6 separate regions of the Mus musculus genome follow, and regions 2, 3, 4, 5 and 6 are each linked to region 1. The links are chromatin contacts, called in public HiCAR-type, HiChIP or PLAC-seq and promoter capture Hi-C maps. All regions are on one chromosome and are shown on one strand. The core of a region is the stretch at or near the end of the contact, and the rest is flanking DNA. Distances in the headings are between cores, read along the strand shown.

What was found. Promoter capture Hi-C pulls out the DNA fragments that hold promoters and counts their contacts. HiCAR-type assays count read pairs that join an accessible place to other places. HiChIP or PLAC-seq counts read pairs in DNA pulled down with a chosen protein or histone mark.
Region 2: a promoter capture Hi-C map of erythroid cells shows a contact between it and region 1, with 18 times the contacts expected there. The contact joins the promoter of Uprt here to the promoter of Rlim in region 1. A contact is called at or near these places in 5 of 39 promoter capture datasets (the 3T3-L1 cell line, cranial neural crest, erythroid cells and 2 more), 1 of 484 Hi-C or Micro-C datasets (pro-B cells) and 1 of 115 datasets of contacts at active chromatin or transcription factors (astrocytes).
Region 3: a HiCAR-type map of astrocytes shows a contact between it and region 1, with 2.2 times the contacts expected there. The contact joins the enhancer-like site here to the promoter of Rlim in region 1. A contact is called at or near these places in 8 of 115 datasets of contacts at active chromatin or transcription factors (astrocytes, embryonic stem cells, large pre-B cells and 3 more).
Region 4: a promoter capture Hi-C map of erythroid cells shows a contact between it and region 1, with 23 times the contacts expected there. The contact joins the promoter of Abcb7 here to the promoter of Rlim in region 1. A contact is called at or near these places in 5 of 39 promoter capture datasets (cranial neural crest, erythroid cells, hippocampal neurons and 2 more), 1 of 484 Hi-C or Micro-C datasets (cerebral cortex) and 1 of 115 datasets of contacts at active chromatin or transcription factors (astrocytes).
Region 5: an H3K27ac HiChIP or PLAC-seq map of extraembryonic endoderm stem cells shows a contact between it and region 1. The contact joins the enhancer-like site here to the promoter of Rlim in region 1. A contact is called at or near these places in 10 of 39 promoter capture datasets (the 3T3-L1 cell line, the C10 cell line, the HPC-7 cell line and 7 more) and 7 of 115 datasets of contacts at active chromatin or transcription factors (the 230-238 cell line, embryonic stem cells, epiblast stem cells and 4 more).
Region 6: an H3K27ac HiChIP or PLAC-seq map of extraembryonic endoderm stem cells shows a contact between it and region 1. The contact joins the enhancer-like site here to the promoter of Rlim in region 1. A contact is called at or near these places in 1 of 39 promoter capture datasets (cranial neural crest), 1 of 484 Hi-C or Micro-C datasets (embryonic stem cells), 6 of 115 datasets of contacts at active chromatin or transcription factors (acute myeloid leukemia, embryonic stem cells, epiblast stem cells and 3 more) and 1 of 9 other capture datasets (liver).

The regions. Positions count from the first base shown.
Region 1 is chrX:103,979,260-103,984,441 of GRCm38.p6, forward strand. It overlaps Rlim (ring finger protein, LIM domain interacting), which reads right to left and starts at 2,026. Exons shown (of 5, transcript NM_011276.4): 1 at 1,804-2,026; 2 at 14-75.
Region 2 is chrX:104,479,890-104,485,071 of GRCm38.p6, forward strand. Uprt (uracil phosphoribosyltransferase) reads left to right here and starts at 2,914. Exons shown (of 7, transcript NM_001081189.3): 1 at 2,914-3,460. The coding sequence starts at 3,072.
Region 3 is chrX:103,527,025-103,532,206 of GRCm38.p6, forward strand. It overlaps the pseudogene Gm9157. Among named protein-coding and RNA genes, the nearest start is that of Jpx, 36 kb to the left of the region's middle. Within about 2 kb of position 2,352, at least 168 of the 459 cell types and tissues checked have an H3K27ac peak or open chromatin away from gene starts, as enhancers often do. A contact at or near this core is called in astrocytes, memory CD8 T cells, pro-B cells and 1 more, where this site is marked.
Region 4 is chrX:104,411,465-104,416,646 of GRCm38.p6, forward strand. Abcb7 (ATP-binding cassette, sub-family B (MDR/TAP), member 7) reads right to left here and starts at 2,382. Exons shown (of 16, transcript NM_009592.1): 1 at 2,193-2,382. The coding sequence starts at 2,360.
Region 5 is chrX:103,579,627-103,584,808 of GRCm38.p6, forward strand. All of the region lies in intron 9 of Ftx (Ftx transcript, Xist regulator (non-protein coding)), which reads right to left. Among named protein-coding and RNA genes, the nearest start is that of Mir374b, 9.1 kb to the left of the region's middle. Within about 2 kb of position 2,320, at least 3 of the 459 cell types and tissues checked have an H3K27ac peak or open chromatin away from gene starts, as enhancers often do. A contact at or near this core is called in extraembryonic endoderm stem cells, where this site is marked.
Region 6 is chrX:103,650,310-103,655,491 of GRCm38.p6, forward strand. No RefSeq gene overlaps it. Among named protein-coding and RNA genes, the nearest start is that of Zcchc13, 22 kb to the left of the region's middle. Within about 2 kb of position 2,967, at least 34 of the 459 cell types and tissues checked have an H3K27ac peak or open chromatin away from gene starts, as enhancers often do. A contact at or near this core is called in extraembryonic endoderm stem cells, stem cell-derived epiblast-like cells and trophoblast stem cells, where this site is marked.

The sequences.
Region 1 (5,182 bases), core at 776-3,275:
CAAAAATAATTACCTGTCTTTTAGGACATAGTATTGAAATCCAATAAACTGGATTTTAGTCTTCTTCACTCAGCTCTAGAAAAAAAAAAGCATTCATTATTCTTCCTATTACAAAATCCGTATTTTCTTTGAAATACAACAAATTCTTAAAAACACATTTTGGTTATATATATCATAACCCAACCTAACTTAATGTTAGTATTAGTATATTTGGACAACCAAGGTCAGAAGGAACCAGGAGTTAGATAAAAGATTTCCTTTAAAGGCCAAGAGGCAATCTACCTTTTAATATTAGCTTGTTTAAAATAGGCTTTTCCTTATCAGACTAATAATTATTTTCAAGTTCTACGAGCCACTTTCAAGAACTTATTTGGCATACCACAGTAGCCTAAGGCAGAAATTAAAATAATAAAAATCATCAGGACATTTTAAGCTAAGAGATATTTGTGACCTTTTCAGCATGATTGTTTGCCCTTAAATAGTTATCTTAAAGGGTGCTTGGGTTGGTCCTTTTAGATCCTTAACCTGTATTTCAGAAACTGATTTGAGGAAAAGGTGGACCTGTAATTGTGCCTGCCTCCTAATTATAAAGAATCAAAGAAATGATTAGGACTACACTTCCTATTCTTTCTGTCTTCAATCATTCAAACGCACGGTGGCTAATTACAAGTCAAGAAATGTAAGCAACTTATTTCTAGGAAAAAAAAACATATATACAGTGGGGCCTGCCAGGAGCCCATGAGAATCTGATATAAAATCCCTTTCCCCTCCAAAAGAGGAAAAAAATGACCTAAATAACTAGTCTCCTAGGCCTCAGATGCCAAACGAACCTGTGGAATAAGTATGGTGAAACTGTCCAGGAAAAGAACGTGGCTGTCTCCTCCATCTTGAAATTAATCAGCAGAAGGGGGAAAGGGACTGAGTATTCAGGAAGCAGAAGCCCAACCGGTTAATACTAGTTACTAAGCTATGGCGTACGTGGCAGGTACCGCCCGCCCGCAGAAGCAGAGACCCTTAGGGGTTTTTTTCTGAGTGGGGGAGGGGTAGGGCTGCTGGCAGATCACACGGAAATTAACTTGAAAATAGTCTGGCTCAATTCCCACACTTACCAGGGAAAACAACCCGCAACGTCTTTTCCCTCCGTTTTTTTAATTTTTTTTTTCTTGTGAGGAGGAAAACCCTTCTAGTAAAATCTGGCCAAGGATACACTTAGGGCTAAAGGTGCAGGGAAGCAAACCACGTTTGTCTCCGATCCTCCCGGAAGACTGTCACCGTAGCCCCAGAGGTTAACAAACTGGTCATGCCCTACAGAAGCGTTCAAAATGAGGCTCTGCGAATCCTGTGAAAATCTGAAGGTTCAAGAGTTCCCAACATCCGAATTAAGAGCACCTCCACCCCACTTCCCCAAACCCTAGCCCGATACGCAACGCGGGGCGACGACGATGGGGGGTGGGGGGAACCTCTTAGTAAGAAGCACTGGAGCCATCCTCACGCCTGAGGCCCGGAGTCCAGGATCGCCTCCCCGGCGTTCGTTCTTAGCTCGGGAGGGCCGGGCCCCGACTCCACGGCCTGGGAGAGGAAGTCCTGCCCGACTCCTTCCCCTTCTTCCACGAGCGGGGCCGACACACGCCACCCAACTAAAATGGCAGCGGCGACTACGCCACGGAGCCCCCCACAGCCGGGAGCCCAGGTCCGGAGGCCGTAGTGGGTGTCTCGGCCGCGGCTGGCCAACTCGGGCCATTTTGAGGGCCGCGGCCCCTGCCTGCCTCCAGTCCGACATCCCATTTCTCGGGGTGCCCGTACCTTCACTTACACGGTGTTTCGGCCAGGAGGGAACTCAACTGGGCTCCGCCGCCGCCACTGGGACCTCCGCTGCGCTACTGTGCTGCCGCTGCCGCCGCGTTCTAACCCGCCTCTAAACCCGGGCAAGAGACCCGCCTCTAGAACAGCGCCAGCTCGGAGACGTAGCTCAATCAGCCATTATCTTCCCCATTGTTACCTAGCACTGACAGGAAATGACTGCCCACAACAGGAAGTGATGCTGCGCTCCCAGCTTCACAGGCCCCCGCCCAGACTGCTGGCCAGCCAATCCCAGTTGAGCCCTCGAAAAGGCCTGGTGGGCAGAGGAGGGGCCGGACAGACTACCCGCCCAGACGGGCGGCGGGTCGGGAAAAAAATGCTACTGGGACGCCCACCATGTGACAGGCCCCACCCTCCTTCGCCATTTTGAGTTGTAGCGAGAAATTCGCGTTCTGAGAATTGTGGGAACCTTCGCTTTCCCATTTTGAAAGCTGAAGGACGTCACAGTCGGGCCGCTTGAAGCCCTTCACAGAGAACAAGAATGTAGTATCGGTGTAACTGGCATTGATCCATACAGTCCAGACTAGTGTAGACGGCAGCCAACCTTTTATTCAACATGTATTTATCGAATGCCAACTGTAGCTCAAGCACAGCTGTAGATGTTGAGGAAGTTGAACCATAAATTAAGTTGAAATAGTCCAAGAATTCTCAGTCCTTAAGGGATTTGGTAATCTAGGGTGAACACACTTATAAAACAATTTGTTGCTAAATACTAGAGATTAAAAGTGAGGAAGTGGGTGGAGGCATAAAACGTGGGGACAAAAGTGAATTTGCAATGTTAAAAAGTGGTGGGGAAGGCCTCCTCGAGGCTCTAACTAGAGTACTTTAAAAGGGTGTGGCGATTTGTAAATGGATGGGAAAAAGTGATAGTGGGGGAATTCGAAAAGGGCGGTTAAGGAAGCGTCTATTGGATGCTAAAGCCTAAAGAAAGGACCAGAGGGAATGCGCCATACACCTTTCAGTTCCCATTGTTCAGTTAAAGGGAATAAGAACCCAACCGCCCCCACCCCGTTTTAAAGTACGTCTCTGTGTTCCCACCCTATTTTTCTGTTTTCTGATAAAAGAACAGGTAGACTAACTTTTTTACTGTTGTTCCAACGAACCTAACTTATTGCTACATCAGTTGCTTAAACTGGGCTGGAAGCTGGAAGCTGGTCGACGGTGGCTCGCCTTTAACGCCAGTACTCAGGAGGCAGAGGCAGGCAGATCTCTGTGTAAGTTTAAGGCCAGCCTGGTATACTGAGTGAGTTCTACGACAGCCAGGGCTACACAGAGAAACCCTGTCTCGAAAAACAAAAACAAAAAACAAAAAAAAGGCACACACATAAACTACACTATAATATTTTTCTTTTCATATTTTTTACATGGATCGTCTAGGCCTCACCTCACCTCCTAGAGAAACCCGTGACCACTCTATTTAACCTTCTCCATTACCTACGTAATTTTCTGTAAAGCACTTAGTTTATCTCACCGGTTAAGAACGCGGTAAAGAGCTGGAGAGATGAGTCAGCGGTTAAGCACACAGACTGTTTTTCCAGAGGCGCTGAGTTCAATTCTCAGCAACCACGTGGTGGCTCCCAACCGTCTGCCATGTGATCCGATGCTCTCATCTGCTGTGTCTGTAGACCGCGACAGTGTAATCACATACATAAAATAAATAAATCTTTAAAAAAAAAAAAAAAGAACACGCCGGGCAGTGGTGGCGCACGTCTTTAATCCCAGCACTTGGGAGGCAGAGGCAGGTGGATTTCTGAGTTCGAGCCTGGTCTACAGAGTGAGTTCCAGGACATCCAGGGCTACACAGAGAAACCCTGTCTCCAAAAACCAAAAACACACACACACACTAAAAACCCAAGAACTGGGGAAGCTGAGACAGGAGGGTTGCTGAGAGTTGGAGGCCAACTTGGGCTACATAATAAATTCCAGACCAGCCTGAGATTAAAGTGTGAGACTAAATTTTAAAATGGAGAGTCTGTCTATGAGACCCAGGCTGGCCTTGAATCTACAGTCAAGCTTCTACTTCCCAAGTATTCGTACTGGTATTTCAAACCTTCTTCACTCTTCCCTGCTCAAAGGTCATGTAACTTTTAAAAGACAATCTGGTAATGTGTGTCAAAAGCCCCAGTGTAGCTGGGCACCACAGTGTTTGCCTGTTATCAAAGTACCTAAGAGGATCAAGCAGGATTGTAACTCATTCAAGGCCAGTCTGGGCTACCTAGTGTGTTCCAGGCCAGCCTGGGCTAGAGTGAGACTCTGTCTTTAAAAAAAATACTAGACATTATATAGAATGTTTTAATTTATAAATTACACTTTTTGCGTGTATGTTTGAGCCTGCTATGTTGCTCAAACGTTCTTACTTTCCACCCACTTTGTGGGCTGTCTCAGGGATTGAATTCAGGGCCAGAATGCCAGCAGAGGCCAAAGCTTAAAAAAATAAATATATCTATACTCTAGATAGAAGTCTACATTCCTTGGGGGGAGGGAGGGAGGGAGAGAGAGAGAGATTGATTTGTGGTTTTTCCCCAGTACTAAGGATGTACTTGGGATGCACTTGACCACTAAGCTAAATGCCCAACCCCTACAAGTCTATGTGGGCATACATGCAAGTAAAGTATAATCATTATTAGCCGTTTAACCTTCTTTATCTTTTTCTGTATTGTCTTAGAGATTTCACAGTGTCCATGTATTTAATAGATTTTAGCAAGGAGGACAGTCTTTTTCATTCAGTAAGTAAAAGCAGTAAGAATGTAAAACAAGAAAAGAAAAAGAGTTCCTATCCATTTGTTCTTTCTATGGTCCAAATACACACCTTGCCTCTGTTTCCGAAGACCTATGTTCCCATGCTTGTTCATAAACACACAGCTGCTTCAGGTATTAAGGAAATTATTCACATCATGCAGCCCATGATGCCATTTGAGTACACTCTAGAACCATCCAAGCAAACACTATTGAATATTTAGTTCCCATTCAGCCTACTTATGTGTCTCACGTGACAATGAAACAGCTGGGGGGAAAAACTCTCCTCGAGTTCATTTCAGTGATCTGCTGACGACTGTTTAGATCTATCAGTAGCTATCATCACAAGACCCGCTCTGTAGGCAAGACAGTCATTGAACCAATATTAACGTAAAGAACATAGGAGAAGAGTGTACCAACGGAAGTACCAAGAACAGCTGCCATTTGTGCCTGAGACCTGAAAGGGTGGTTCTGGAAAATGAGGGAAGAACTGGGAGAGACTGAACAGCCTTATTTACATTCCCTGGGATGAGAAAATGGAGCCTGGGGTGCTGAAGCACTAGACGGTTTTGTCCAACAAAGATTC
Region 2 (5,182 bases), core at 1,664-4,163, 500 kb after region 1:
CATTAGAAAGTTTAAGTAAGATACTTAAAGAAAAGAAAATAGAGTTTTGATTTCTCTCAACTTTACTAATACTCAGTTGTCACTTTAAATTAAACTCCTAAATCTGAATTTTATTAAATGTAAAACAAGAATTATACTGGGCCTAACTGTTTTACCATATCAAATGAGATATGAAAGTGTTCTGAATAGTCACTATACTGTTGCATGTGAAGGACTCCAATGTTCAGAGCTTGAACCTCTCGAAATGTAACAGTCTAAGTTAATGCCTGGACTTCAATCCATCACAGGTAAAAATTTATTCTCATATTATTGGCTTTAGAAAATGTGTTTTCTCTTAAATACATCTTAGCAACAAAGAGAAAATAGACTGATTTAAAACAAACAACAAACTACCCATGATGGAACCATATCAATCACTACAGGGGAATCTTCCAGCTTTTATTTTATACGGCTTTCTACCTAGAGCAGAAATTGATAAACAGGAAAGCCGGGCTGATATGAGATAACGCTCCTGTTGTCATCTATGACAAAGGGTTGGTGCTGAGTAACATTATCCCTGCTTTCCAAAGATCCAGGCTGGCCACCACCATTTCAAAATTTCAAGACATTCACTTATTTTACTTTGTATCTGTTTTGACACCCTGGCAAATAGAAAAGATGAAATCGGTATTTCATTAACTGAATGATTTCATATATCTTTAGGTATGGGTAAAGGTGAGATTTAGACTTGAAAGACGGGTTTCTGTGTTAGCTTTAATCCTTTTGGGATGTACAATCAATCTTGGACAACTATTTGATTTTGATTTTGTATGACAGGGTTCTTACACGAGTATCTGTGTGTATGTGTGTGTGTGTGTGTGTCTATCCCAGACTAACCTTGGTGATCTTCTTTCACAACACCTTGAGTGCTGGGATTATAGGCATATGCTACCATGCCTGGCTTTTTCCCACCTTGACTTTTCAAATAAGAGAATGCTTCATAACTTCTTTATAAATTATAAAACACAACACTAAATGTGTTATTCTGATTAGTCATTAGTAAATTTTTATCTTTTCTGAACCTAAAATATAAACCAGCTAATGCTTATTGGTTAATATAAGAAAGTATACAACCGGGCGTGGTGGCGCATGCCTTTAATCCCAGCACTTGGGAGGCAGAGGCAGGCAGATTTCTGAGTTCGAGGCCAGCCTGGTCTACAAAGTGAGTTCCAGGATAGCCAGGGCTACACAGAAACCCTGTCTCAAAAAAACCAAAACAACAACAACAACAACAACAACAAAACAAACAAAAACAAAAAAAGAAAGTATACGAATACAGAAGACAGACTGACATTTGTGCTGTTTCAATTTATTGTTCTATGGCATTGAAAACAGGGTCACAGGATGATGAAACAATGGACAGTTTTGGAGCTGGGTTATCTTTGGTCATGATACAATACTGGGCTTCATTGGATTCCTCAAGAGTATTCATTGACAAAACAGACATTTGTTCTGGCCTACTTGAAGTTAACAGATACAAGTTTTAAGCCCAGAGACCCTTTAATTTGCATTATGTGTTAAGTGAAAAGACTGTACAACCTTTCGAAAGTGTGGGGATTGTGCAGTGACATTAAAATGTCTACACTATAATGATAAATAGTGATGTATAGACTTGGAAGTAGGACACAAACAAATATTGCTTATTTTAATTATTTTTGAGACTAGAGCTTGCTTTATAACTCAGGCTAGCTTTGAACTCTTGATCCTTCCATGTCAGCCTTCAAAGTGTGGGGATTACAGATGTGTGCCTTCATGTCAAGTTAAAACTCTGCATCGTAACAAGCTCTACAATTTTTCTGATACAATGGACATTTGCAAATTATTATTCTAGACTTTCTTGGTGGGTACCTAAACATTTTTAAAAGCCATCCTTCCAAGTATTGTTTGGGAGAACAAACAGTGTAATGAAAATTATGCCATAGTAACATGTGCAATTCAGTGCCCAACCAGTATCAGTAAGAAAAATTTTAGTGGTCAAGCGTACTTAAGAAATGGCATCTTGCCAGTACAGGGGAATACCAGGGCCAGGAAGCAGGTGTGGGTGGGTTGGGGAGCAGGGCAAGGGGAGGGTATAGGGGACTTTGGGGATAGCATTTGAAATGTAAATGAAGAAAATATCTAATAAAAAAGCCTTAATAAGCCGGGTGTGGTGGCACACGCCTTTAATCCCACTCGGGAGGCAGAGGCAGTCGGATTTCTGAGTTCGAGGCCAACCTGGTCTACAGAGTGAGTTCCAGGACAGCCAGGGCGATACAGAGAAACCCTGTCTCAAAAAACAAAAAACAAAACAAAACAAAACAAAAAAGCCTTAATAAAAATAAAACAATACAGAAAGAAAAAAAAAGCTGTTGTTTGTCATCTTAAATTCAGAAAGCTCAATAAATTCCTTACATTTGTATACACACACACACAAACACACACACACACACACACACACACACACACACACACACACACACACACGAAATGACATCTTGTAGAAGAGTCTAGAAAGGCCAGCCTGCTAGCTGTTCTTACTTTGCTTCTTCTGTTACACAGATAAGCCATTAGCTTGAAGATGCAGCCAACTACCCAAGTATGTTTTCTTTGCCAAGACAGAAAGTTAGAAAACAGTGCCTTACATGTGTAATCCACCCGTATCTTTTCTTGGCTCTACCAAAGTTCTGATTGCAAGAAGTCCTAGGGGTTTTCTGAGGACTCAGCAACCAGGGATATCTCTGGTTTAGCCACCTCTGCCAAGCAACTGTGATAATCTCTCAAGCAGGAAAGACTTAAAAGAGTTAACAAACCAGCATGCTGTAGACTGGCAGAGAGATGGGCCAATAAGGTGTCTAAGCCGGCAGTGCGTCTGGTGTGGGCGGGTATGGGCAAAGCGTGCGAAAGGACCGTAGAGGCCTAGGGGTGAGAGGGCAGCCAGGGTTAGAGATTTGGAGGAGCCAGGGGCCAGGAGGACGCACGTGTCCGCATCCTTTTCTTCTTGCCCTTTATCCCTAGGGTTTGATAGCAGCGGGGATAGCTCGGGGGCCCCGTGTATGGCCTCGGAGTTACAGCGTCCGGACTCCATGCCCTGTCACAATCGGCAAGTAAACTCTACTTCTAGCCCAAGTCCCGAGCATCTGCTAGCCGAGGACCGGGTCCTGGATCATGCAGAGGAAAATAACGCTGCTATGGCTAAGCTGACTCTCCTCCCTGGGCACGCCCATTCTAGCGTGCTTTCGGAGCGGGACTCTCCGGCCTGCTGCAGCACTAATCTTCACTCTGAGAACCACAGTGACAGTAGTGACAGTGGCAACTACGATGCACCTGTCGGCGGCGACTCCCTGCTAGGGGACTGTGAACTCTCCCGACAGATTGGGGCTCAGCTTAAGTTGCTGCCTATGAATGATCAGATCCGGGAGCTTCAGACTATCATCCGGGACAAGTAAGCTTAGAGCGGAAGGGAAAAGGGAGCGGAGGGCTGCAGGGTGAAAGTAAAAAGCTTCTGTTTGCATTTGGCACACTGGTCTTTGGGGATTAGAGCCAGGCCTCTTTCTTTGGCCTGTGAGTAGGGAGGGAGTCAGTGAGACACTTCTGTGGCCCCTTCTTAGTTGCTGCGGTTAACATTGCTTTGTTTAGGAAGGAAACCTTTTAGGTAGCCTTCAGCCTCTTCCGGCCTCTTTGTCTGTCTTAAACATGACCAATCCTCTACTGTGCCAGGCAGGTACACACCCCTATGCCATCTGCTCAGTTCCCGACCACGTGGTAAATGTATAACCCAGGAATGGTTACTGCCTGTGGTTATTAACACCCCGACAGCCCAAGCTCACAAAACTAAAGCAATTTCAAGGGAAATGATGTGCTCCGCCAGCCCTCTGACTCAACAGCATTTGCTCCTGCAGTTTGCCATTTTGTTTACTGATTGGGAGTTCAGCTTTACCTGGTTGCCAGAAAGTTTATGATTCCACTCTTATCAAGACAGTTTTACTGAAAACTTACAGAATGTAGTTAACAGCAAAGGTAACCTAAGAACAAGTTGGATCCTCCTAATCCCACAAATCAGTATAGCAAGAACTTGAAAAGTTAAAATATTTTGGAATATGGATTTTCTTGGATAGCTATGTACCACAGTGAAATATAGCTGCCATCTTTCCTTTTTTTCTTTCTCTTTCTTTTCCCTTCCCTTCCCTTCCCTTCCCTTCCCTTCCCTTCCCTTCCCTTCCCTTCCCTTCCCTTCCCTTCCCTTCTCTTGTCTCTTCTTTTCTTCTTTTTAATCAGACAGGGTTTTCCTAAATTGCTGCTCAAACTTTGGCCTCAAACTCCAAGGCACAAGTCAACCTCCCAAGTAGGTGGAACTACTGGACCTGAGACCATACCTGGCTCCTATTGGCAGCTTTAAATGAGCAGCTACGGCTCATTTAAGACCACTGTATTTCTAGCATGTCTTGACATTTAAAAATGCCCTAAAATAAATACGATTTGGCAACCGTTTCTTCATACTCTTGTAGTGGGCTCCAGTGCTTCCGTACTGCAGTTTTCCTGACTCTCACATGCATGCATCTACAACTGCCTTTTGAACATAGCAGCCTTGATTTGATAACTGCCATCTCAGCAGCCTTCATTTGGAACCAATTTGGGCATGCTTAGCCCCCTTTGGTTCCTTGTTTCTGCTTTCATTTAGAATTCCCCACATCCCTTTTTATTAATGGTCAACTCCTGTTTTTTCAAGGCTAAACTCATTCTTCCTGGCTGATTTTCCCTGACCGTTTTTTAAATGGAAGGTTTCCTTTCTATTTTAAATATTATTACTTGTGTATGGACCTTGCTTATTAGGTTTACAGCTATTCATTGCAAGTAATAGAGCTCCATCATTAAAGGTTATTTCTACCTTTTGTGGAGTTTTACTGTATAGCCCGGTCTGGCCTGAAGTGTTTGACCCTCCTGCCTTAGCTTCCTGAATGCTTGAGTTATGCGGGGTGCACTGCTATGCCTGGACCTAGCTCTTAAGCTTATATTTATGAAACTGTACTATTTGCTTATAAAGAATCAGTATTGAAAACTATGATCACATGATCTAATGGCATAGAGGCTTAAAAAAGATGAGGCATAGTTTTGGTAGTTGTTGGGACAACTGAAGTAAGACATCTGTGAAATAAAGAAAATTTGA
Region 3 (5,182 bases), core at 1,102-3,601, 450 kb before region 1:
CTGGTCTACAGAGTGAGTTCCAGGACAGCCAGGGCTACACAGAGAAACTCTGTCTGGAAAAAACAAAACCAAAACAAACAAACAAAAAACCGATCAAACAGAAAAGGAATACTGATTTCCGATTAAGCATCAAAATATGTGCTCCTCTGGAAAATCACATTTATCCAAGGTTATTTTTGTTAGGGAGTATGAAATTCCTGTTTTGAAACTTGTATGTTCATTTATTTTGAAGAATAATATATTGGTACAGTATGGAAATCTGATTACAATTTTTTTTGAGGCAGTATTTTTGCTCTGCAGCTTCAAGCTGGCCTGGTGCTTAGGATATGTTCCAGACTAGCCTGGAACTTGAGGTTCTCCTGCATTAGACACCAGTGCTCTAGGACTACAGGTGTGTGCAACCACAACCAACTGCTTCTTCAATCTGATCTCTTTTCAGAGCTCTTTCATTGATTTATAGCCATTCATATATTTTTGTTAGTATTTATCAATAATACAGCTATCAAATACTTTGTCTCAACTATAGGTTACATTTTTGTGGTTTTTTTGTTGTTTTTGTTTTGTTTTTTGGAGACAGGGTTTCTCTGTGTAGCCCTGGCTGTCCTGGAACTCAGAAATCTGCCTGCCTCTGCCTCCCAAGTACTGGGACTAAAGGTATGCGCCACCACCGCCTGGCTTTGTGATATTTTTTGTTTGTTTTGTTTTGGTTTTAGAGACAGAGTTTCACTGTGTAGCTCTGGCTGTCCTGGAACTTGCTGTCTACACCAGGCTGGCCTCGAACCCTGTTTCCTGAGTACTGGGATTAAATGCCACCATTTCCAGGGCATTTTCATCATTTTGTGTTGCTGTTTTGTTTTGAGACAGAGTCTGGGAATGTAACCCTGGCTGCCTAGAACTGGTATGCAATTCTTCTGCCCCTGTGTTCAAAGTGGTGGGATTATAGCTATACACACACCACTGCACATGGCTATTTGTATAAAAATGGGTTTTTTTGTTTTGTTTTTTGTTTTTGTTTTTAGGAACTGGGCTTAATATAGTCCATGCTGTAGTAAAGATGACCTTAAATTCCCATTCTCTTGCTTTTCTGAACTTTGTTTTAAAGTCATTGCCAAGTCTAATGTATATTCTTGTTAGCACTTATGATTTTAACTGGTCTGTTTTGGTCTTTAATGCATTCTTAGTTCCTTCTATTTGAGTGTATGTGTTTGTGATATGTGTGTGTGTTCCTATCTGTATGCATGTGTATATAGAGGCTAGACTCAAGTCGATAGAGATTGGTATCAAATGTCTTCCTTGATGACATTCTAATTTAATGTTGAAGTTCACAGCTTCAGTGACACTGATTGGCCAGTGACTCTGGAATCCACCTGTCTCTGCATCTTCAGCAATATTACTACAAATGTGTGCCCTTACGTGGATGCTGGGGATTTGAATCCAGGAGCTTGTTTTTGTATGGCAAGCACTTTACCTACCAAGCCATCTCCCTGGTCCTTGGGATCATTTTTTAAAAAATCACTCTTTTGTACACGCACATAAAGCCTTGCCTGAACCCTTTGTTTTGAAAAGACTATTCTTTTCCCAAAATTCAGTTGACTTGACACTCCAGTTAAAAATAACCCGACCACACACATGAGCATTAATTTCTGGGCTGTTCATGCTAGCTAACTACTGTTAGTAGGAGATATTTTTGTTTGTTTGTTTGTTTTGTTTTTTGGAGACAGGGTTTCTCTGTGTAGCCCTAGCTGTCCCGGAACTCACTCTGTAGACCAGGCTGGTCTCAAACTCAGAAATTTGCCTGCTTCTGCCTCCCAAGTGCTGGGATTAAAGACATGCGCCACCACTGCTCCGGAGATTTTTTTTTTTAAATCTCACTGCATTAAGTTTAACTATAATTGCTGAGCATTTAAGATTGATTTTTACTTCCTTGTGCTATAACACCTAGACCAAATACAGAATATTTAAGAGCAAATAGGTACTATGCATTGGCTGCACTTAATGGGATGCTTCCCTTCTTCAGAAACCAGAAGTTCACCAAGAGCCAATTCACACTTCAAGATACTCTTTCCTTCCTGCATGTGTTCGCGCTGGTGTGCGTGTGTCTGTTTCCACGCTGCGAGTAGAGGGTAGCATCCAGGGCCTTCTGCACTGAGCTTCATATACAGCCCTCATTTCTTTACTAAGTTTAGTTTCTAATTTCTTGATATGTACTTAACTACTGGGTTTTGCAAAAAAAAAAAAAAAAAAAAAAAAAATCTGGGGAATTTTGGAGAAGGGGCGGCCACGGTGGCTGCGACGGAGCGCGTGCGCGCGCCCGGCTTTGAATGAGTGGAGCTGGGACTAAGATGGCTGAGCGCGAGCTCTAGGCAGGCAGCCGCTGAGCGCGCACGGCCCGCGGCAGCTCTGAGCCTCCGCAGCGCAGGCGGGCGGGGAGGGGGAGGGGCAAGTTCTGGTTTTCACCATGGCCATCACTCAGTTTCGGTTCTTTAAAGTTTGTACTTGCCTAGCAATAGTGTTCTCATTCCTAAAGAGATTAATGTGCAGATCTGGCAGAGGAAGGAAATTAAGTGGAGATCAAATAACTTTGCCCACCACAGTTGATTATTCGTCTGTCCCTAAGCAGACAGACCTGGAGGAGTGGACTTCCTGGGATGAAGATGAGCCCACTAGTGCATCGAAGGAGGGAATGGGATTGTGGCAACACAGCAGAACTCTTTGGAGCAACTGGAACCTGACTACTTCGAGGCCATAACTCCAACTATACAGAAAACTCAGAAAATTGTCATTAAGAAGAGAGAACCATTGAATTTTGGTGTCCCAGATGGTAGCACAGGTTTTTCCAGTAGATTGGCAGCTGCACAAGATAGGCCTTTTATTCATCAGTCTTCAAAATTAGGTGACTTAGATACGTGGCAAGAAAATACCAGTGCATGGGAAGAGGAAGAAGACGCAGCCTGGCAAGCAGAAGAAGTCCTGAAGCAGCAGAAAATTTCAGACGGAGAGAAGAGACAGCAGAACAACAAAGGAAGAAAACGGAGAAGGAAGCGCAACGCCCTATAAAGAAGGAGCAAAGCAAAGTCTGTGTGAAGCTTTCCTAACAGGCTTTGTGAGTCTGGGCGCACAGCCTACACGCAAGCATTTGCATGCACTGGACAGTATTCTCAGAATACAAACACTCTGCTAGATCTCAGTTTGTTATTGAGCTATCCAGGACACCAGGATTCTCCCATAATACCTTGAACTATTAGGAATCAAGACTCAAAACACAAAAATAATGAGACAATTATTTTCTTCAATGTGTTCCAAATAGAAGACAATTGTTTGCTGTAGAGAAGTTATTTCAAGAGGAATATACCTGACAAGTACCTCTCAAGCTAGTGTTTCTAGATGAACAAAGGGCTGTAAATAATTTTATGGTGGAAAAGTACCCTGCTACTTACTATGCTTTTGTTCATTGTACATAATTATAAAATAATTTTAATGATCATTTGTTTCCATGACCGCTTGATGTAAATTAGACAAACTGTAGGTAGGGCTTTATACCCTTCTTAATTTTGTTTTCAGGTACTGTTGACATACATTTTCTATCATTTGAACTGGCATTGTTTGGTACAACATTAAGGGATATGATGATTTGGGTTTTTAAGAAAATAACATTAAATGCAATAATTTTATTTATCAAAAAAAAATTCTGCCTTTCCATGAATGTCATGTAGACATTTCTAAAAAGCGAACCTCAAAGTCTCCACTTGGAACTTCCATAAGGACCAAGACTCTTCACCATCTGACCAGCGTTCCTTACTACTCTCTTCTATCTCCCATTTGTCCCTTCTGCCCTCTTGCTATTAAATCTGATGGAACGCACTGAATGTGAGCCTTCATGCACCCAGAGTGTGCAACTTGAACGCAGGTAATACTGAAGCCCAACTGGTAGATATTGTGCATGCAGGGTCTGGGTCCATATACAAGGTAGGCCTCTAGTTATCAGGGCAGCTGATTTGACCATCCTTCCAAGCTCCTCCAATGTCTGTAGAAACTCGCTAAGGAGCAGAGTACATCTCTGTCACAGCTTCAGTCTGAACAGACCTGGCATACATCAGGTTGAAGTGGAAACTTAAGGGTTCATTGGAAACTTGGTTGAATGGTGTTTTGCTAGGGGCAAACATGTGAAGGAATGTTTAGCTGAAGCAGAAACAGGAGAAAGGATGTTCTGCTAAAGCAAGCATGCTAGAGGACACATGATGAAGGATTCTTTGAGCCGGGTGTGGTGGCGCATGCCTTTAATCCCAGCACTTGGGAGGCAGGGACAGGCCGATTTCTGAGTTCAAGGCCAGCCTGGTCTACAAAGTGAGTTCCAGGACAGCCAAGGCTACACAGAGAAACCCTGTCTCAAAAAACCAAAAAAAAAAAAGGATTCTTTGCTAACAACACTCATTTCTTGGCCCAGCTTACATTGTGTAGTTGAGCTGCATTTGTCAGTACTCCATAGAGAGAAACATACCGAAAAACTTCCCATAGTGTGCTGCAGTTTCTTGTTGCTTCAATGGACTCGGGCTGATTGGCCAAGTAATGTCAGCTGAGACAGGTGCGCATACTGAGGCAAGACCTGTGGAGGACACGTGATGTTTGGAGGGTATAACTAGGACTCGATGGACAGTGATTGAGGCCAAGCTTGGACTGCTTATAGAGCTAGCTGTGAAATGCACAATGTGTGTGGGTCTCCAGTCTTGGATGATTTTCCGCTTCCCTGAGAGAGGCACAGCTGGGAACTTCTGGTGTCCCTTAAGGTCCCTCCTGCTGACTTGTGCCAATGCTGAGGCCTGGCTGTCTCTGCTAGGTAGTGCCATCACTGCAGATACCTGTTTGTGTTTGCAGTGAAGTGTTTGCACTGCGAGTGGATCGGGCTGCCACTGCTAACCTGTAAACTAAACTGCCGATTTCCAGACAACACAGACAGGAGTTGCTCCAGAGAACCTTTTAAAAAAGTCTGCTTCCCTGTATGCTTTCTTTCCCAGTACTTCTGGTGGGTAGTAGTCTACAAGGGAGGTTAAAGCATCTAAGATCCATCCATTATTAAAAATGGGTTTTGAGGGCTGGTGAGATGGCTCAGTGGGTAAGAGCACCAGACTGCTCTTCCGAAGGTCCATAGTTCAAATCCCAGCAACCACATGGTGGCTCACAACCA
Region 4 (5,182 bases), core at 1,132-3,631, 430 kb after region 1:
ACAGACAAAAAGCATGTTTCTTTTTGAGGCAATTGAATGTGGCAATGGTGGTATATATCACTGATTATGTAGAATCCATTAATATGTCCTTTTAAATGGATGAATTACAAATGAATACAAGGTGTTGTTGAGTGTCAGGATTAATACAAACAGAGACGGTTAATGCTAAAACATGCTAAGAAAGTACATGATACTGCAATATCTACTATTTTAAATGTTAATAATATAAACTACAACGTATATAAAATTCATGCAGTGGGGATGCAGCTCAGTGATAGAATGCTTGCCAAGCTTATATAAGGCCTTGGGTTTCATCCCCAGAACTGCAACATGATTTATAAATCTTTTTAGTAGAAATACTATAGTCCAGAAGCAGCTGTATAAGGAACTATACAGTTTTAAAGGTATATAAAAATCCTCTGGTTTTAACAATAATTTTTATACTTAAGGTGTTTCCCACCATTAATAGTATTCGTCATTATTAGTACAAGTCAGCATTTGCTGTGTCCTTGGTGACTACGAGAGTATTATTTCATAAGTACCTGACACAAAGAAAGCAATAAATGAATGAATAGCCTTGAAGGCTTTCATTTATCAATTTTTGTGGCTTAGTTTCCTCATCTGCAAAATTAGAAGGGCTAGATATCATATTCTTTAAAATCATATTGTTCAACAGCTTTAGCTATGTTGTCAACACATCCCAGCCACACCTGGCTATTAAAAACCTGGAATGTGGCTAATAGGCCGAAGAAACTATTTTTTTTTTTTAATTTTAATGGCCGCAACAAGCGAGTGGCTATGAATCTAGAGCATAATGCAAAAAAAAAAATACATTTCATAGCCCATCTCAGTAATCACATTATAGGGAATATGTGAACAAAAGTTCACAAAACTATTCATCCCTTAATATCCGAAAAACCTAGAGTTTCTTTTCTATATTACTTTATTTCACCTAAAAGAAAAAAAAAAGTGCTGATCTAATCACTGACATTCCATAGCATTATAGTACAGACTCTTTCCATCTCTAAAATATTATTCTCTATACTAATAACAAGTGTTCAGGATGCAAACTATGCCAATTACTCTAAACTGATCACTTACATCCATGTATTAAATATCACACCACACTCCACAAATATACACAATTATTTGTCGATTTCAAATATTTTTCAATTTTAAAAATTGTACAATCCTTGTCACTTTATGCCTGTCATCCCAGTACTCGGTAGGCTGAAGCAGGAGGATCACACACTCAAGGCCTAACGAGACTACAAAACAAGACCTTGTCTGTAAAAACCAAACCAAACCTCAACCCTTGAAGGCCTAACTGTATGCTTCTCTTGACTTCTGTTATCTAAACAGTGTTTATGATTATAGTAGTAGTAGACATTAAATATTTGTTGACAGGGAGTCATAATTTAAGAAACTGCTTTCCAAACAAAAATGACAGTATGTTAAGGTTATACTGACGAACACGTGGTGGCAATTAAAATATTGCCAATATATGAGGAAAAAAAACCACAAACTGAAGTACAAGTACCACAGACGATTTTTTAAAACAAACTCTTATTGAATGAGCTAATGGTAGCCAATATTCCAAGGTAGCATAATCACTGCCACACTAAGGGAATGCACAAAGAACGTAATTGAATAGTCATAGCAAAAGATAACAAAGCGTCTGTCTTCGAGCAGTGTACATTTTGGAGAAAAGGATAATTATGGTTTTTGCCTCCGAGGGAGCTCGCCTGTCAGTTGAGGGAGTTAACGTACCAATTAAATGTGCTACTTGTTTATAGGTGGCGTTCTGTCCTGTTGAAGTGCACTCGCAATTGCATACTCCCGCTTTAGTACACTCTGAAGCACGGGCCGCTCAGCACCAAATTCCACGAGGAACTTTTGGAAGCAGCCCCGTCTGCCACCCACTTAGAAAACAAGCGGCAAAGCCCTACAGGACGCCGGCACTGCAGGTGCCCCGTGCCTGAAACCTCCCGGCTCTCTGCTGTCCCCAAACGTGTTCTTCCTCTCCGCCTCCAATTCCTAACCCTAACTTCCTACCCTCGCCGCCACTCTTGAGCTCGCCCTGACAATCTTCCTTAGGCGCGCTCCCTCTGACCTGAGGTCACAAGGGCAACCCTTTCCCTACCAGGTTCCCCTGTCCTTCACCCTGCTCTCCCAAGCGCGCGGCCACACACCTGGGACAGCCGAGCGCTTCCTGACGCGCCGCGCTGGGACGAACTCCATCGCGGGCCTGAGCCGCACATGGAGACTAGAGCCCGGGTCAGAACTGCCGAATGCTTGTGCTTTTCGAAAGCGACCGCCGCGGCTGCCCAGCGCCAGGAATGTATCGCGAGCAGCGCCATCTTGAGCGAGGAAAAAGGAACCGAGAGAGGAGGATTGTGGGACGCCGGCGGACTGAGTGCCGCGGCTTTCATTGCTTTCTCCCCTCCCCCCGCTCGCGCCCGACACCGGAAATAGCTTGTGTCTGAAGATGCTTGTGCTTAAGTAGAGCTTTACTCTTTTTCCCCCCAGTGACTCGGGCTTTTTCTTGCACAGCCCAGACCATCAGACTACCATTGTTCTTCTCTCTTAGCGTTGCCAGATAAAATACAGGATTACCCACTTAAATGTTATTTCAGATAAAAAACAAATGATTGGGATAATTATGTCCCAAGTGTTGCTTTGGTAAATATGACAACCCTATCTTGTCTGCCATTCGATTCCTTTCTTGTCTCCAACTCAATGCCATGCTCCACTCTGCATAACTCTCATTCTCCCTGTGCATTAACGTTGAGGATTAAAGTACAGACAAGTTTTCCCCTGGAGAAGGCTTCACAAGTGAGAGTCGCCGCCTTCATTGTAAAACCTTTTATTTTCCTGATTTGCCTTTGGTCTTTTGCTGTTGGGACAAGGAGCTCTCGGGGTACACACATATTTCATTCCATTAATTTGCCTCCTTGTAGCTCTTCCCTTTGGTTTCTTCAGAGTCCCTTATTTAAAAACTGCTAGGTGGATGGTAAGTGAACATGTTATATAGTAAACTGCATATTTAAAGACACATTTGTATTATTTTGTCAGCACTATAATCAAACCAAATACCATGGAAATATGTTTACAAGTATCTGGGTGGGAAACAATTTCCAAATATAAATGCTACTTGAAAACCTGGAGTCAAGAAGGTACAATTTCATTAATGCATTCTCAAAAATCTCTCCTTAAACACTTCTCTCTCTCTCTCTCTCTCCCTCTCTCTCTCCCACTCTCTCTCTTTCTCTCTCTCTCTCTCCCTTCTCTTTATAAAGGCCTGGCTACTGTGGAACTTGGAACTTGCTATGCAAACCAGGCTAGCCTCAAATTCCAATGTCCCCCTGTCCTTGCCTCTGGATTGCTGGAATTAAAAGCAGGCATAACTACACCAGGCTCATTTTCAAACCTTTTACACAAGGCAGGTAAGTAATCTTGAATTAATTCTGTAGAAGCATTATAAACTAATGAGAGATGTCATGACAAAAGACAAAAGATATATATGGCCCATGCAGCTAGCTTCACTTTCTTCTGAGATCCATATCACTCACCAGGTTTCTGGGGAAGAAGATAATTAGAATTTCAGATTAAAGAGGCTGACTATCCCTCCATACATGTAAAGAAGATGGCTATATGAAAAGAAGGAATTCATAAGAAAACTTTCAGGCTCAGGAGTCCAGAAAGTGTATGGCAAAATAGTAGGAGATGGAACAGGGTGAACAGAAACTCTTGATGGCAAAATAGTAGGAGATGGAACAGGGTGAACAGAAACTCTTGATGGCAATTTTGTCTTAAGAAATTAATGCTGTGTGCTGCAGCTATTGAATGCCTTAATCAGGAGAGTAAAATGATCATACTTGTATATCCATCAAACTATGCTGGATTAACAGTATTTGGCTTAAGAGTTGGAAGTGTTGGATTAGAAAAAGGTTCAGTGGCCCTATAATTAGTCATGAGTTACCATCTGTATGAATAGGAATTGAACCCAGATCCTTTGCAAGAACAAAGATCACATTTAGCAAGATCACATTTAGCAGTGTGCCCCTAATTGCTAAACCAAGTCTCCAGCCCCCATTGCCTACTTCTTAAACATAAAACTAAATGAAAATTTCAAGAAGCCATGTAGAATCCTATATTTCAATCAGAAGAAGATTTTAAATTTATGAAATACCCACATCTGATACTATAGATAATTTCTCAAAATCTGGGCTTTTACTAGAAATACCAATAGGTACTATTGACATAAAGCAACATTATTGAGGTCTTTAAAGATTTTGTTTTGTTTTGTTTTTTTCTAGACGGGGTTTCTCTGTGTAGTCCTGGCTGTCCTGGAACTCACTCTGTAGACCAGGCTGGCCTCAAACTCAGAAATCAGCCTGCCTCTGCCTCCCAAGTGCTGGGATTAAAGACATGCGCCACCACGCCCAGCTTAAAGATTTATTTTTTAAGGTGATAAGAAATTAATTTTTCTTCTGAAATGAAATGAGAAAAAAATACAGGAATTGACTTGACAAACACACAAATTGACTTGACACTGTTTTTCCCTCTTCTTTATTGAGAATTTCATAAATACATACATATAATGTAGTTTGCTCTAATCCCCCACTGTCCCATTCCCTCCCCTGCAAATGTTCCCCTATTTCCACCACTTCTCTCTGCAAACTTCATGTGCTTGTTGTTTAAGTCCATAGTGCTGTCTATATGTGCAAGGGCTTAAGACCATATACTGGAACATGGGCAGCTTCTTATGGACCACATATCTGAAGAAACCTGGCCCTCCCTGCCTCAACAGTTAACAGCTGCCACTTGGTCTCCTACTAGGAGCTGGACTTCCAAACCATTTCCTTCTTCCATGCTGGGATTTTGTCTGACTTGATCTTGCACAGGACATGTGCATGCTGTCCCAAGGACTGTGATGTCATATGTGCAGTTGTCCTCTTGTGTCCTCACCTGTGACTTTTAGGTTATTTCCTCTTCCACAGCAATCTCTGAGCCAGTGGAGGAAGGCATGTGGTATGGATTATCCCATATAGGGCTGGTCACTCCATGATATCTTATGCTCTGAATGTTAACCAGATATGTTTTAATCTCTACTGCAAAAAGTAGAAAAATGACAAGATTCTATGATGAGGGTTGAAAGTGCACTAATATATTCATATAA
Region 5 (5,182 bases), core at 1,070-3,569, 400 kb before region 1:
TTTCAAACACACCTGATAAGCTGGGCAACTTGTGTTACAAAACCTTTTTCCTATTCATGTTAAGAGAATGTTTGAAGTTAGGTGTGGTGGCACACACCTCAACACTCACGAGGCAGACTTAGGAGGCACAGCAAGGCAGAAGCTTGTGAATTTGAGGAGAGCCAAAGCTACACACAGACAACCTGGCTTAAAAAAATCATTTCTTTCTCCCACGCTACCCCATTGTTGGTTGATAGCCCCTTGATCGCATAGCATTAGGCCACAGAAAACCATATTTTGCAACATTGTTCAGGGGTCCTAAATGAGTGGGTTCTCTTACAGCCCTTAAATTCCGCCTTGAAATACACTGGACATACAATAAATTCCAAAATAGGAGAAATCAGAATTAGAGTGAGCTGGGGGGCAGATAAAGGATTATGCCTTGTCAACAAACTGGAGCAGAACTGGTGTTTTTACCTACTTACAATACATGCTTCCTGGAATGTTAGCTCTTGAAAGCACTATGCAATGTTAAAAAAAAAATCAACCAGTCAGGCTGATCTAAAAGGAAAGATGTTCTTTCCTTCTTGTCCTAAAGCAACACATATACTTGTATCACCCGTATCCATAACATTTCCTATTACACTCCTACGATTTCCATTTGCTCCTTAATAGATGACAAGCCAAGCTATTAAAATGCTGGAGGGGGTCATGCAGTTTCCTTTAGTTTGAGTCAGCCCACCAGCCTACAGAAGGAAAGGAGACTGATTAAAACGTTCTAATGCTTACACATAAAACTCAGCAGGGCCTACTCAGTGAACCTTTAATGTAAGGATCTGCACTCCTTATCTCAAACAACTTACCCTTGTCTTAAGATTCTGGGGGTAGCAGCAGGCATAAAGGATACAGATTTTCTAAAGATGCGGCACACCTTCCAAAGAGACAGCAAATCTAATGCCAAGCAGACATTTGCACCTTGTAATTAAAGGAATCTCTTAGATTCTGCTCAAGTTGTCCTGTGAGAGCACATTAAAAAGATCAAATGGCAGAGTAAAAATGATCACAAGTCTCATATTTGGAATGGCTAAGGGGCCAGGGTTAATCCAAGTGACTTTTGGGGCAGAGTAACTTCCATAAGTTTCCATAGAGCAGTGGTTCTCAGCCTTCCCAATGCTAAGACCCTTTAAGACGGTTCTTCATGTTGTGGTGACCCCCAACCATAAAACTATTCTCATTGGTACTTCATGCGTGTAATTTTGCTATGGTTATACATTTATTGTAGACATTTGTGTCTGCAATGGTCGTAGACAATTGCTAAGGGGTCAAGACTCACAGGCTGAGACCCACCACCATAGGGAAAGACAGAACCCAAAATAGTTAAAGGGAGGTTGAAAACCTAGAGCTAGAGAGCACTAAAGAGACCAGGCAATGCAGGGCCTGACTGACAGCACTTGCCCCACAAGAACCTTTTTTGTCTTCTTAGTTCTGTAATGGACCAAAGGCAATCCCGGAAAAGAAAAAGTTGGGAGGTGATCTAGCCAAAAAGCAAGGAGCAAGGCTTTCTTGTTCATGAAAGCTGTAACACTAGGGGTAGGGGCCCTGGAGTCAGAAACTAAGGGATGGTTATATTATTTTACAATACTGGGCTGGTAAGATTGCTCATGGGATAAAGATGCATCCTGCCAAGTTTGACCCAGTTTGGTGGAGAGAACTATCAACTTATCCTCTGACCCCAATGTACATGTCCCCTACACACAAACAATTCTAATTGTTCCAATGTATAAGAAAACAAACTGTTCTCTGGAAATGCTTGGCTCCTTCCAAAGGAGAGCTCTCTATTTCGGAATCAATATACTGCTTTGAAAAGAGTACCATTTTTTTGTTTGTTTGTTTTGTTTTGTTTTTGTTTTTTGAGACAGGGTTTCTCTGTATAGCCCTGGCTGTCCTGGAACTCACTTTGTAGACCAGGGTGGCCTCGAAGGAGTACCATTTTTAAGTGTGGTAGACTGTAAGTTATCAGGAAAGACTGATCATGGGGGATAAAAATACCAAAAAAATATCAAGACTATCAATGAAGTTACAAAGACAATACTAGAAAATATAGCAAAGCACTAGCATGGCAGGCTGCTGTATGATTAGATTCAGAGAAGGTACTCTTTGAGCAAAGTTTGAACTTCACTCGTTGGATGACTTGTCTATAACGTATAATGGAAATAGTAGCAGAAATGTTTCAGCGGTAGTATTCAAGGCACATTACGGAAGTCTGTTATCTACCAGCAGAAAGAATGGAATTTACCTCTGGGTGCAGGCATGCCATTGTCTCCTCCCTTACAAATTAATCCAGTTGGGCTGAGTCATGTGCTTGGCCAAGGGACAATCACTCAGGAAGGTGGGCTTACCTTGAGCCACACTAAAGTGATAGGAGTAATAATTAGTCCTTTAACCAGATAGTACAATTATCTTTCTAAGAGTCTGTACTCCCTAGGGTTGTTGCCCCAAGTCCTCATGAGGTTTTGTTGAGTCTGCCCGACTTTATGAGGCATATTCAGGTTTTTACTAGACAGGTACTGCACAAAATCTTAACAGCACGTAATAGACTTTTCCATTTTTCTTTTACTAATATCTCTAACCATTCCAAAGACCTTCCTATTATTTCCAGCTTTACTATGACTAAGTAAATGACCTGGACTCATTTCCACATAGTAGTTCACCGCTTCTCATCTGTACAGGTACCTGAACATGTTTAAATAACTAAATTTAGGGATAAAATTAGACTTCTTTATATGCCTTTAATAACTATCTTAAAGTTGGGCTGACATACTGGCATACACCTTTAGTCTGAGCACTTCAGAGGCAGAAGCAGGCGTATCTCTATGAGTTGGAGGCCAGCTTGACTACACAGTGAGTTCTAGGGCACCAGAACTACATAATGAGACCCTTTCCCCCACCCTAATGTTCTAAAACTTCTGTCAAATTTACAGAAATCAGCATATATACTTTATAACTTTATAATTTCTGCGTGCTAAATTGAAATGATTTTATATAATCCTCAATAGCAAATTTTTTCAAAAAGCAAATACAGAGGCTCAGCTGGAATTTTACAGAAGAGGAAAAGCATATTTGTGCATAAAATAAAAGCATATTTACAGAAAAAGGAAAAGCATATTTGTGAAGTGGAGGACCAACTGCATACGTAGCCCAATCCCGTATCTTCATATTTAAGTGAATTTGAAGGATTTTATTGTAAGATGTAAAGAATCCTGTCCTGATAGAATTCCTTCCTATAGCTAAAAGCAACAAGCATGCTTCAGAGTAGCTCTATGTACACATAGCACAAGAACAAAATGTAGCCATATAAAGAGTTATAGGAACAACATGAATGGCCAAGCAAAATTCATGTCCATACAATGAAATACTTCTCAAATATACATGATGCATGAACATGAAGGATACTATGTTAAGTAAAGTATGCTGGACACAAAAGGAAAATATTGCATAATTACAACGATGTAAGAAAGATTTAAGCCTACAAAAATGTCACAAATGAACTATACTAAAAAACCTGAGTGTCACAAATACACCATACTTAAAAAAAAACTAATATATGCTAATATTTAGAAAATGATGACCCTGTTTATTATGGCAAGTGTTGTTCTGTGGACAATATCCCAGGTAAGAGAGTGGATAAGAAATGACTGCACTATAAACTAAAACAATGTTAGTGAAGGACATGGTGGTGCACACATGTCGACTGAGGACGCAGGAGGTGGGAACAGGAGATTTGCTGTGAGTTTCAGGCCAGGTTAGTTAGTTTCAGGTCAATTAGGAATACATAGGAGACACCTAAGATTAAACAATAAAAGTACTTCTTAGAACAGCAGTGTATCAGAAATTTGTAAAAACTGCACAAAGCTAAGAGTCGAGACCATCCTTGGCTATGTTTTAATTCAAGGTAAAAAGGTGTACATTAAGATTAGGACCTGTCTAAAAAAACACAAACAACAGACTATACTAATAAAATACATAAACAAACACATGCATTAAGTCAGATAGTTGAACTCAGATATACTAAGATAGTCACATACCTTTTCTTACAAAAATTTTTCATTTTAGTTATTTAATTGGTTTTGTTTTGTTTTGTTTTTTATCAACAAATAGAATCCCACTGAGATCTCTCTGAGACTCTTTTTTTTTGTTTTGTTTTTTGTTTTTTTTTTGAGACAGGGTTTCTCTGTATAGTCCTGGCTGCCCTGGAACTCACTCTGTAGGCCAGGCTGGCCTCGAACTCAGAAATCCGCCTGCCTCTGCCTCCCAAGCGCTGGGATTAAAGGCATGTGCCACCACTGCCTGGCAAAAAATTTTATTTTTATTTATGAGTGTGTATGTCTGCTTAGCTAAATGTTTACCAATGCAAAATAACTTCTAATATATGTAGTCTAATGGAAGACCATACGTTGTTTCTCCTGTTGTTTTAATAACAATCACTTAGAATTTCTTTTGCTAAAAAGCCATGGCTCCTCTCCCTACCTGGGTCTACAAGGTCACTTCTCTCCTTACCTGGGCCTACAAGGTCACTAAACCAAGGACGAAAGCCTAGAACATCTGCCTTTAGTTTTGGTTACTTCTTTTGGATCAGATGCCTGAAGTTAATTATTCAAGGTTTATCAATCTAAAAACTGCAGATGCCTAAGCTATCTTATCATCAGGGCTGAAAGCACAAAGATAAACCTAAGGAATTTCATTGTCACCTTTTACAATGCACTGTGCCAGACCCCAGAGAGGTGCCTAAAAGTCTGCCTCAGGTCTTTTATCCTACAATCCTGAAGGTCACTTGAAGACAGCAAGTCGATGAGTCAGCAGTCCCTCCAGTCACCTGACTGTTAAGCAATCCAAGGACTGATAAGGCTTTCAGAGCCACCCAGCAGAACCAGGACTAAGATTAAGATCAGCAGGACCCCATATTATCCAAAGGCCTGGTAGGAATGGAGGTATCTACAGACATCCTTTCCTTAAGACTATGAAACTATCCACAAGCCCAAAGAATTTCAATTTCATTATGAATCTTATTCTGAGGTACCTTTGCTAGACCACTGGAAGGAATCTCACAGCTATGACAAAATTTCCATCAATATATGTACATTTTATAATCTTTCTTCTATCCTTCCCTTTTTTGGGAGTGAGTTCCAGGACACAGAGAAACCCT
Region 6 (5,182 bases), core at 1,717-4,216, 330 kb before region 1:
AGAACTTATTATGTAGCCAAGATAACCTTAAACTTCTGATTCTCCTGCTGTCACCTACCAAGTGATTGTATTACAGGTGTGTGCCACCATGTTCTGCTTATGCAGTTCTAGAGATCAAACAGTCTCATATATGCTAGGCAATATGAGCCTTTTTTTTTTTTTTTTTTTTTTTTTTTTTTGAGACAGGGTTTCTCTGTGTAGCCCTGGCTGCCCTGGAACTCATTTTGTAGAGCAGGCTGGCCTTGAACTCAGAAATCCACCTGCCTCTGCCTCCCAAGTGCTGGTACAATGGTGTCCAAGATCATAGAACAACTTTTGTGAGTTAGGTCTCTCTTTCTGACTTGTGGATTCCGTGAACTGAATTTAGACAGTCAGGTTTGGTGGCAAGTACCTTTATCCACTGAGTCATCTCTTTGGCCCGTTTCATTATTTATTTGCCCCACCCCAGAAGAGTTTTTCTGTTTAGTCCCTGGTTGTCCTGGAACTCACTTTATAGACCAGGCTGCTTGCTGGCCTTGAATTCAGAGATCTGCCTGTCTCTACCTCCTGGGTGCTAGGATTAAAGACATGCAACACCAGGCCTGGCAAAAACTTTTGTCTTTTTTTTTCCTTTTTTGTTTTTGTGACATGGCATCATTGACCCTGGCTGTCCTAGAACTCATAGTGTAGATCAAACTAGCCTCGAACCCACAGCTACACTTGCCTGTCTCCAGAATTCTGGGATTAAAGGCGTACATTACCACACTTTTTTTTTTTTTTTTTTTTTTTGGTTTTTCGAGACAGGATTTCTCTGTATAGCCCTGGCTGTCCTGGAACTCACTTTGTAGACCAGGGTGGCCTCGAACTCAGAAATCTGCCTGCCTCTGCCTCTCAAGTGCTTTAATTAAAGGTGTGTGCCACCATGCCTGGCTTCATACCTTATTTTTATCCTTCTTATTGGCAAATAGCAATGAAATGTAATGTAAGCCAATAGAAAGAACACAGTCTTGGAACTGTAAACCAAGTTCCAGTGCTGGCCTAGATGCTGATAAGTTAAGAGGACTGAATAAACCAGAAATGGCACTTTTCAAATGTATCATTCATAGCAAGAGGTCCTCAATAAGGGTCATGTGGCTACATGTTCTGAGTGGCCTTAGAACTTCAGCCTTTGGACTGGAGAGATGGCTCAGAGGTTAAAAGCACCGACTGCTCTTCCAGAGGTCCTGAGTTCAGTTCCCAGCAACCACATGGTGGCTCATAATCATCTGTAATGGGATCTGATGGCCTCTTCTGGGGTGTCTGAAGACAGCTACAGTGTACCCACATATATAATGAATAGATCTTTAGAGAAAAAAAAAAGAACTTCAGCCTTTGCCTATAGCCAGTTCACTCCTGACTAGCATCATTGCCAAAGTGATTCAGTTTATGACTTGATGAAATATTTTTACTCACCTCTTGAAAATCTGTTGTTGTGTTTTATAAAAGAGAAAAAAGAACCAGGATATGTTTGGCAGAAGCAAGGTATGTTGAGGTGGAAGGGGGTGCCTCTGTGGGTCAGTGCTGAGGCATCCCCCCAACCCCCCCAGGGACCAGACATAGGACTGATATAATATGGAATAGAGTTTATTTAGGGCATGTGGAGTGGAGTGGAGGAAGTACAGGCAGAGAAGGGCAGAGAGAGGGGGGAGGGGAGAGGAAGAAGGAGAGGGGGAGGGAGAGGGAGAGGGAGGGAGGGAGGGAGGGAGGGAGAGAGAGAGAGAGAGAGAGAGAGAGAGAGGGAGAGAGAGAGAGAGAGTAGAGGCTGCAGGAATATGTGGAGAGAGAGGGGGAAGGGAATGGGGAGAGAAGGGACAGAGAGGGTAAAAGAGTAAGAGAGAGGGAGGAGGGGACAAACAGCCCCTTTAGTGAGTCAGGCACACCTGACTATGGGGCAGAGCCTAGAAGGAATGCTAGCATCTATAATGGATGCTCGTTTTATGGTGAATAAAAACCAAAGTCTAAAGTAAACTCTGGCTACCAGGCCCTATACAATCTGACTCACTCCAATTGTCTGCCATTATCTTCTGGCATTCTTGAAATGTTCATGCTTATCTTTAAAATTCACTAAGAATTGCCTTGGGGTTGGGCATAGTTTAGTACTACAGCATGCAGGAGGCTTTGGGTATGATCTTGCTGCACCATGCTGTGCCTTGTTTTCTTGGAAGAGGTATTCTATGGGTCTTGGTTCTCTGTAATAATAAAGAAGGGTCTGGATTCTGTCAAAGAAAACTAGAGTTGGACATTGGAGTGATGATAAAGATAAATATTGTTAAGAAATTTGCAGTAGAACAAAAGAGAGATCTCAGTATGGGGCTGGGCTCAATGACGAATAGAGGAAAGACACCCAGGAATTTACAGTTAAGAAGCAATGTGTCAGGAAGGGCCTGAAGGCCAGGGTGGTGGTTACACTGAGTGGATTGAACATGTTACTAGAGAGCCCAGCAAATGTAGGGGAGAGTCTTGCTTACCTGACCAGATAAGATTTTCTTCTTTCTTTTTTCGTTTTGTTGTTGTTGTTGTTTTTGTTTTTGTTCTTGTTTTTGTGGTTTTTCAAGAAAAGGTTTCTGTCTATAGCCCTGGCTGTCCTGGAACTCACTCTGTTAGACCCGGCTGGCCTCGAACTCGGAAATTGATCTGCCTCTGCTTCCCAAGTGCTGGGATTCAAAATTTGTGCCAGAACTCCTCAGCCAGATAGAATTCTTGCTGACAACTGTGCCTGAGTTAGTGTTCAGATATCAAGGGTAGGAACAAAGGTCTATTAAGTGATCAGTTACCAAAGGTGGAAGAGTCTCCCTAAACTAACAGCAGGGTTCTTGCTAAAACTGGGGCCAAAGTTGGCGCCAAAATTCTTTGTTTGGTTAATCTTTAGTCAAGCTCCTGAACCTTCTCCTAAACCTGTTTACTTCCTTGTGCAGTCTTCTAAGTCAGTTTAGCAAGGCTCCCCACCCCCAACACAACTGCTGTCCAAGCACATTCCTTGGAGGCTCACTGTGGCGCTTTCTCCCTGCCTCTCAGCTCAGTTTAACCAGAACCTCCTGAGCCCTGATGATTCCTCCACTTAGTGACTTTCTGCCCATTGACTTTCATTTATTTTCTTGTGAATTCCAAGTTGTCCATGCTTCATATACAGTTGATCCCCAACCTTCCATCATCTAAAATGTAGATTTTAGTAATTCCTAAATTCCTAAATCTAAATCTAAAATAAAGTATTCCTCACCATGCTTTGACAAGAGGCAATGCATAGTTTGTTCTGTTTTTTTTTTTTTTTTTTTTTCTTCAATACAGTTTATGTCAAAAATGTCAGGATGACTGTAAAAAACCACTGCATAAGTGCAGCCAAGATCAAACCAGTTGTGGTTTTGCTGCCAAAATCATATTGCATTCTGTAGCAGCTGGGCCTGGTGGGGCCCCCCTTTAATCCCAGCACTAAGGAGGCAGAGGCAGATGAATCTGAGTTTGAGGCCAGCCTGGCATACAGAGAGAGAGAGAGACAGACAGAGACAGACAGAGAGACAGAGAGAGAGGCAGAGAGAGAGACAGAGAGACAGAGAGATTCAGAACAGACAGGCTACACAGAGAAACCTTGTCTCAAAAACAAACAAAGAACAAAAAACAAAGTTAGCTATACTCAGCTTCAGTTTTATTTTGATGGGGTCCCAATTAATGGGAGGCTCTGAAATTTTGAAGTTTCCTAAAGATTAAATTTTTTTCTGGTTTGTCTTTATTTTAATTTAAACAGATTTCTGCAAAGGAACAGTGAGCTTGGTAATAATTACAATACTACTAGTCTCTCTCTCTCTCTCTCTCTCATCTCTGTCTCTGTCTCTCTGTCTCTGTCTCTCTCTGTCTCTCTCTCTCTCTCTCTCTGTGTGTGTGTGTGTGTGTGTGTGCAAGCCCATCCACACACCATGACAGCCCATGTGGAGGTGAGAGGACAATTTTCAGGAGCCAGTTCTCTCCTTCCATCTTACTGAAGCAGGACCTCTTTTCTTCTGTCTTACACAGTACACTGCATACAGGCTAGCTGGGCTCCTGAGTTTCTGGGCGATTTTCCTGTCTCTGTCTTCCAACTCAATATAAGGGTGCTGGGATTGCAGATGTGTGCCATTGTATATTTTATTGTTCTTTATTTTAATTCTTTTTAGATTTTTTTTGGGGGGTGGTGAGACAGGGTTTCTCTGTGTAGCTCTGACTATCCTGGAACTCACTTCGTAGACCAGGCTGGCCTCGAACTCAGAAATCCGCCTGCCTCTGCCTCCCAAGTGCTGGGATTTAAAGGCACGCGCCACCACTGCCCAACTCGTTTTAGATTTGTTTTATTTGTATAAACGTTTGGCCTGCATGTGTGGAGGGTCCCATGATGACCATCTTCTCCCTTGCTGTCTTTCCTCCTCCGCCTCTTTTTCTTCTTTCCTCCTCCTCTCCCTCCTTCTCCCCTTTCCTTTCTGTATGGAATTTCATGGACTATAAGCTGCTCTGGAACGTGTTTTGTTACCAAAGCTGACCTTGAATATCTGAACCTCCTGCCTTCCTCTCCCAAGTGCTAGGATTACTGGCAAGGACCATGGTGCTGTTTTTGTTTTGCTTTGTTTTTCTAGTATTTTAATTGTCCTGCCATCATGTGGCCTTCTCTATTTTCTAATAGTTTAAGAACAGAATTTTTATGATGACATAAACTCATATATATTTGCATTTTGGCAGTTCATTGGGCTGGTGTGTATGTCTGTAACTCACTACTTTCAGAGATTGAGGCAGGAAAATTTTGAGTTCTATGACGATCTAGGTTGCATAGTAATAGCTTATGCCCCACCCCCTCCAAAGGCTTAAAGGTGTAAATTTGTGATAGATGTTATTTTCTGTTTGCTTTTTTATCTTTTGGGGATTATTTTAAAAGTTCTGAAGTTTGTGGTCCAAGCAGAGGCTCGGACGTCATTTCAAGGCCTGAAAAGTGTTTCTCCATGGCAGCAATAGATGGTGATAATTAGCAACTTCCATCCCCAGTTCTAAGCTCATGACAAATCAAGCTGACATCTATCTAAAAAGTTAAGGTGTGTGTGTGTGTGTGTGTGTGTGTGTGTGTGTGTGCTAGTGGGGGACATGGTGTAGGGGTGCTGGATGGAAAATTCCTAAGAGAGAATCTACTTAAACTGATAAGTTCAGAATC